Linked DNA regions of Arachis hypogaea: region 1 is linked to region 2. The links are chromatin contacts, called in public Hi-C maps. All regions are on one chromosome and are shown on one strand. The core of a region is the stretch at or near the end of the contact, and the rest is flanking DNA. Distances in the headings are between cores, read along the strand shown. Region 1 has its middle 49 kb from the start of LOC112722452. Region 2 holds the start of LOC140176183.

Evidence for each region. Hi-C and Micro-C count contacts between places; a contact is called where the count stands out from the background.
Region 1: a contact with region 2 is called in a Hi-C map of leaf, with 2.3 times the contacts expected there. The contact joins the enhancer-like site here to the promoter of LOC140176183 in region 2. A contact is called at or near these places in 2 of 8 Hi-C or Micro-C datasets (both in leaf).

Annotation. Positions count from the first base shown.
Region 1 is chr11:120,726,817-120,730,822 of arahy.Tifrunner.gnm2.J5K5, reverse strand. No RefSeq gene overlaps it. Among protein-coding and RNA genes, the nearest start is that of LOC112722452, 49 kb to the left of the region's middle. Within about 2 kb of position 1,437, at least 2 of the 3 cell types and tissues checked have open chromatin away from gene starts, as enhancers often do.
Region 2 is chr11:120,411,608-120,415,354 of arahy.Tifrunner.gnm2.J5K5, reverse strand. It overlaps LOC140176183, which reads right to left and starts at 2,223. Exons shown (of 6, transcript XM_072206075.1): 1 at 2,029-2,223. The coding sequence starts at 2,223.

The sequences.
Region 1 (4,006 bases), core at 188-2,687, 320 kb before region 2:
CAAAATAAATAATTAGCAACATATACTTATTAATTTAAACAACTCTAATTATTTATTTTGCCAAAAATAATATTTGTCATCACTAATTAATTTAGTTAATTTCTTAACTCAACAGTAAAAATTAAAAAAAAATTTATTATTATACTCTTAACATGTTCTCTTAGAGTACAAGTTAACTGATTCTTTTATTATATATATATATAGAATTAAATTTGATACATTTTTAGTATAAAATAAATTTACATATGCATCTAATTACGTAATATTATGTCATAAAAAATTATTTTTTACATTGATGGTGTAAATGATCATCTAAAAGAACATATGTAATTAAACAATCATTAGTTTATACCATCAGTACATCAAAATTAAACTCTAATTAACATCTAAAAGGTTAAAATAAAAATATACATTAAATCGATTTAATAAAAAATAAAACATTATTATAGCATTATAAATTAATGAATTTATTTAATTGAAGTTTATATCCTTAAAATTTTTTTATTCAAATCTGTTATTGTTATATTTAATTTATAAAAAATTGAATTAATAACTGCATTATTACTTATTAATATATCAATATTGATAATTAATAAATAAAAATTATTTAATATTTAATATTTTCATGTTATTTAATTTTAATTTATATGATTTGATATGTTTATACAATTTTTTTTGTTATTTTTATGTGTTATATATTTACCCCACGACTTAAAATTTTTGGATGTGTTACTGACTCCTCGTGTTGAACCAAAACAAAAAGGGGAATAAAACTAACTCTGAACAGTGAACAGATTAGAAAAACAACTAGCAGTAATTAATAGACTAATGAGGTGGTTAAGTTATTAGAGTAGGCATACTGTATCAACGACAATATTAAGAGATGACATGACTTGACTTTGCGTTTGGTATAGAACTATCTTTCTCTCTTTTGTTTGTGTTCTTTTTCTATTTTTTTCTTTATATTATTTAATTTTCTCATCCCTTAACTGGTCATTGGCCAAATCTTTTATATTCCTAATATATGGAAATCGAGATGACATAAAATTTGATTATTATGAACTGGTGAAGAAAGTGGAATCCAATTCTGAGTGTACACCTTTCGGTGAATAAAGACTGGTCATAAACTACTATATATTTACTATATACAGATCATTTCAAAGGATTAAATTTGATAGATGACATTTAAATAACTCAAACAACTAGTTTGTGTTAGACTTCACTATAAATACAAATACTTAAATTATTTTATACTTATATAGATGATAGCAATTCTTATAATTACGAAAACTCTTTACCAACCAATTCTTTGTGCACCTCAGGTTTGAGTAAAATAAAATAAATCTGTGTTTCGATTTCCTTCTTGTCCCTTTCCTAATGCCTACGAAAGCGATTGATTAGAAAGACAAAACAAGAATGGTTTTGTTTGGTCTGCTAGCTTCGTTGTTATCCATGCTATAGAAATATAGAATCGCCACCACTGACCTTCAACCACGCACTTGTAAGATAAGGCAAACCACCGATCATAAGAATATTAATTAATTATTACCAATTCACCATTATCCTTAAAACATTTATAATCACTTCAACAAGTTCTTTTTAGGGATCCTCAGGTATCATCAAATTCAATAGTATTGATGCCTATTAATAATTTTTTTTGGGTGAACAGAAGCCTGAAAAGAAAGAAAAAATGAAAAGAAAAAAAAAAAAGACAAATAATAAGGATAAAGCTCCTAACGTATATCGTCCATGAGCAATCGAAGTAGGGGAAGTGACGGTTGCAGTCAGTCTTCTATTTCACAGTTATTTAGGTAACGTTTGTTTCCATGTATTTGAACATACACTAAAAGATTGAGACTCAATATTATATTTGTAGGTCTAGAGACTGAAATTAAAAATTTAGTCTCTATTTCTAAAATTTTAGTATTTCAAGTAGAGACAGTAGAGACTAAAATTTTTAGAGATAAAGATTGAAATTTAACTAATAATTTTTTTCGAAAACACCCTCAATCCAAATTTATAATTTCAAATTCACCCTTTGTATAAATCTAATTAGGACTCCTTCTCATATGCTCCTCTTATCAAACACTGGACCACCATCGTAGGGACCCTCGTAAAGCCTCTACCATATCGCCGCTTTCAGGACCACCATTTCCTACTCCTCATCGTAGCCACTGGGACCAAAGTTAGTCGCCGTCGCATCTTCATCTTCGTAGCCACTGTGTTCACGTTTGTTCGTGTTCTCATCTTCCATTCTCTCTTTATTTGTTTTCTCTTATCTTCTTTGTTCGCGTTTTTATTGTCGTGAATGGGTTCTCTTCTCTTTGGGTTTATGGGAGCACTTTCTTCTCATACTTTCTATATGTGAAGCTTGCCTTCTCTGAGTTTTTATTTTTGTTGCAGAATTCTTTTTACATGAGGTTATAGAATATATGTAATTTGTTGCAGAATTTGTTATTGCTTTTGTTTTGAAGAATTTGTTTTACCTGAAGCTTGTCTTCTCTGGGTTTAATTTTTTGTGATTAATTCTATATATCAGTGTGATTAATTATTTATATGAAGCTTGTCTTCTCTATATTCAATTTTTGTTGATTAATTCTATTCATTGTGAATTTGTTATATCTTCAATTTGTTACTGATTTGTTACTAAAGAGTGAGATGCAGTGATAAATTTGTTATTAAGATGAACTCATGAAGAAAAAGTTATCCTGATGAATTTCTACCTATTATAACTTAGTCAGTTTGGTGCATCTAGCTTGTTTGCAATAGTTTTAATTGAATATTTTATTATATATGCCTGAATCTTCCTCTAATTTTACATGAATCTTCTTTTAGCTTGTTGTTTTTGTTTTGAAGAATTTGTTTTACATGAAACTTGTCTTCTTTGGGTTTAATTTTTGTGATTAATTCTATATATCAGCGTGATTAATTATTTGTATGAAGATTCTCTTCTTTGTATTCAATTTTTTGAGATTAATTCTATTATTTCTAAATTTGTTATATCTTTAATTTGTTACCGATTTATTAATTGTTACTAAAGAGTGAGATGCATTGATGATTTTGTTATTAAAATGAGAGCACTCATGAAGAAGTTATCCTGATGAATTTCGGTCTATTATAGCTTGGTCAATTTCTTGCATCTAGCTTGTTTGTAATAGTTTTAGTTGAACCTTTTATTATATATATGTATAAATCTTTCTCTAATTTTACATGAATCTTCCTTTAGCTTGTTGCTTTTGTTTTGAAGAATTTATTTTACATAAACTTGTCTTTTTTAGATTCAATTTTTGTGATTAATTATATATATCAACGTGAATAATTATTTGTATGAAGCTTGTGTCTGTCCATTTTATAAGAAATTCGATACGATAAGAATTGACTTACCAACTTGTTTCCTAACCTTGAAAAAGCAATACATGATGATTGTGGCAACCAAAAACATGAACAACGAAATAGAAAGCGCTAAAATAAGTGCCATCTTTTTCTTGTCAAGAAAAAAATAATAACATAGCACATTTAGCTGCAAATGCAAATAATAACATAGCATTTTTTCTTGCCATCTTTTTTGCATATTTAGCTGCAAATGTAAATAATAACATAGCATGCTAATAAGAAAAAAAAGAAGGAGCTAGTATCTTCCATACGTACGTACCGAATTCTATTGCATCGACATGTAGAAACAAAGTTTGTCCAATTTGGGCGAACTTTCTAGTATCTTCCATATTTCCATGCCAAGCAATACAACCGGTATTTGAGCTCTGATTAGCATAGGTATAGGCAGCACAAATAGAACATTACAACTTAGTTACCTTTTCTGAAAGTTTTTGAAATATTGGTACAAATATAACACTTGCAAGTAATAACCGTAGCACATCAAAGAGGGAGGCTTCTTCTTCATTTACTTGACAATATCATATAGGGCCACAAAATTTATAAAATTAAATAGTAATGAATGGAAAAAGGTTGGAAAGCAAACCTCTTGCTGACGTAACGATGCAATAATTTT
Region 2 (3,747 bases), core at 974-3,473:
AAGGAAATAGAGTTGCTCATGAACTACCAAAGTTGGCTCTTACCAATTCAAACATTATATGGATGGAAGATTCCCCTTATCATGTACAAAATTTAGCATGGCTCGACATTTTGGGTCCACCAGTTGAATGAAATCATAACTCTTTTCCAGCCAAAAAAAAGAACATGATATTTCAAATTTAAATTTTGAATTGAAAAAAATAAGTATATTTATAAACCTCTTCTTCTATTGTTTAATACTTTAATGTACTCATCTAGTTAGTTCTCCCCTTTCTTATTTTTTCAATCATGATCACAATGGTCATGGTGGTTGATACGGCTGCAGTGAGGTAGGTCACATGGCGCGGGATTGTAACGAAGGAGAAAGTGTTGGCGCTTGCTACAACTGGCAGGGATGAGTCATATGGCCAGGGATTTCAACCAAGGAAGAAGCAGATGTGGAGGCATGTACATTGTTGGTGGTGGTAGTGAATCTGCAACAACTATATAGGGATTCTGGGCATTTTCCAAGAGGCTGCTCAACAAGCTCCTTGAAAACAAGGTTTGATCACTTTCGATTTCTATAAATTTTTAGTTTCGAGGTTTTTCATTTGATGTTTTTCAATTTTTTTTTCAGATCTACTTTATTTTGAATTTTTTTATTTTTCGGCTTCAAATGCGTTTTGATTGCAACGCGAAGAAACAACATGAGCATCAATTACGTATGACTTCTTCATATGCATCGATCGTTGCGCTGTTCATGGTAGGTTAAGAGTGCATATCAGCTTCGTGAGGCAAGCTTCTTTTTTTTTCTTGGTAGTTGATTGTTTAAATTGTGATGACTTTCTTACTCTTTTTTTTTTTAAATTTTGAAAGCACGTGCACTAGTTTGCAAATTTGATCATGCAGCTGATTATGTGTTGAGAGTGCTATGTTTTGATTGATTATGCCTATTGATCTATATGGAGTAATGTGTTATACAACTCATGTTGTTGTGTCATCTTTTAAAGATTTTTCATTTTTATTCAAATTGTATGGCATAAGCTTGAATAGCCAATGGAATTAGACTTTTAGAGCATTTGATGAGTATGAAAGGATAGAAAATACACGTTAACTAACTCTTCAGATTTTGGTTTTTTATTTTCAAAGTAATTTATACATTATTACGCTACAAAAGGCCTTATTTTGATTATTGGCCTTATTTTCAGCATAGCCATCTCATAAAGTTTTCAAAGCAAAATCTTCAATTGATTTTGAATTTTCTTCTTTTTGCAAGTTGAAAATTGTAGAGTGTCACCAAAATATGATTTTTCTTTTTAATATGAGGTCATATTCATTTTTTACACAGTATTATCAATAAACATTGCCAGTTTTCTCATTTTAATTATTTATTCTGTGTGCCAAATACTATGAGTACTAGATGCGTTATGCGGTTCATGGAAACCAAGGTGGAAGAGAAATTGCAAACTATTTTTTAGACCAGGTAACAGAAATTTATTTGACAGTATTCTTCCTAAAATACATTTATCTGGTTGAATTTCATGTTAATGCTCAGTTTATCATGTGCTTCTGCTCATATTTTACATGAGCTTTTCTAAAGTGATTTAACAAATAATTGCAAATGATAAGGCTTTTTAAAGAATGAAAATATGAAATATAATAATTAATATCAAATGACAGGATTACATATCCAAGATGCAGAGACTATATTTTAATAGTAATTTTTAGGGTTAAGTACGATTTTGGTCCTTAAGGTAGGGGTTGAAAATTTTTTTCGTCCTCAACCTTTTTTGCTTCAAAATCATCCCTAAAGTTTAACTTATTTTTAAAATCATCTTTTTTACCAAAATTTAAATTTTTATTACCAAATTACCCCTAATTAAAAAAATAAAAAAGAAAAATGGATTAAAAGAAAAGGGCGAAGGGAATCGGGGGAGGGGGTTTTCCAGGGAAGAAAAGGGGAAGGTGGGGAAGGGAAGGTGCAGAAGAGAAGGGGAAGGAATCCGCCGCCGCTGCTCTTCGCCGCCGTTGCTCGTCGTTTGGTCCTTACCACTGCCGCTGCTGCTCGTCGTTCGGTTCTCGCTGGCAAATCTCGCTGCTCCTCTTCCTCGCGTTCTACTCCACTGGAAGCGGCATGCACTGCGATGGCTTCAACCCACCATGACGATGACGGTGGCCAGGCTCCTTTCCAGTGGCCGCGACATGCACGAACAGCGGCAGCAGTTTCTCCCTCTTCATGTCGCATCGCCGCATCATCGTTTATCCCCAATTTTGCTTCTATTTCTGGTTTTGTTAATCATATTGTTAATCACATGTTTCTGATTCTGATTTTTTTAATCCACCAATTTTGATTCTGATTCTGATTTTGTTAATCACATTGTTTCCAATTTTGATTTTTTGTTCTTCTACTTCTGGTACTTCCACATCTGGTTCTGCTTCTGTTTCTAATTTTGATGCTTTTGATTTTGCTTCTGTTTCTAATTCTGCATCTGATTCTTTGTTCTTTTAATTTTGATGCTTCTGTTACTTCAGTTTCTGCTTCTATTTCTATTTCTAATTTTGCTTCAACTTTTGTTTCTAATTCTACTTATGCTTCTGTTTCATTGTTATTGCTGAAGAAGAAGGAAAAAAAAGAGATTGCTTCATTGTTTTTGCTTTTGCTTCATTGTTTTTGTGCTTCTAATTCGAATTCAGATTCATTGTTCTTGTGCTTCATTGTTTTTTCTTTTGATTCATTGTTGCTGCTTGCTAGTGATTTTATTGTTGTTGTTGCTATTGATGGAGAAGAACAAAAAAGAAGAATAAAAATAGGGTATTTTGGTGAAGAAGAGGAAGGATATTTTGGTCCATAGGACAGTTTTAAAAATAAGTTAAACCTCAGGGACAATTTTGTAAGTAAAAAAAAGTTGAGGACGAAAAAAATTTCAACCCCTACTTTAGGGACTAAAATCGTACTTAACCCTAATTTTTAAGGTAAATCGCAGAAGTGAAATCTATGACTTCAAAAGTCGAGGTCAACATATACTGTAAGTCATGTTTAACGAATTACGAGAGGGAAGATGAACACTGAGTTGAAAAAAATTTTGTTTTTAGTTGTCTTTTAACTATTTTGAAGATCTATTTTTTGCCCCATCACTGTGGTTCCTAAACTATGATAAGATACAATTGAAATTCTATCAAGTAGATGCACAATTTGCACTTACACTAATATTTTCCCTATTTTGCTATTTTCATGCTTTTAGTATTTTCCCTGTTTTGGTATTACTCAAGTAAAGTCAATGACAACTTTGGCAGTAATAGTATGCCAAATCTCAGGTGATAATATATTGCAAAACTTATAAAGTATGTTTTTATTTCTTTTATTTTCTCTTCATCATTTTTTTCTCAATTTATTCATTATTATTATTTATTTATTTATTTATTTTTCAGTTCTAGCTATTGCATGACTTAATTATCTCTCTCTTTTTTTCTCTGTACAACATATTTTATTCTATATTTTGATTTTTATTCTAACCTTATCATGTTACAAAGACAACATTAAAATGTTCATGTGAGTCTTGGATTAATTCAGATATATCAATTCTTATTGTATTTATATGCGGTGATTCGATTTTTCGCATAAATGTGTTGAAAAAATTTGATAGCATTGATTTATTATGGGGACAAAGAAGCTCAAAAAAGTGTGTAGTACGACATTAATTTTGGTGATGTTGGCATGTTCATTAATTGTTGAAGGTGAAACTTCAGTGTTGTATGAGTCATTGTGTTA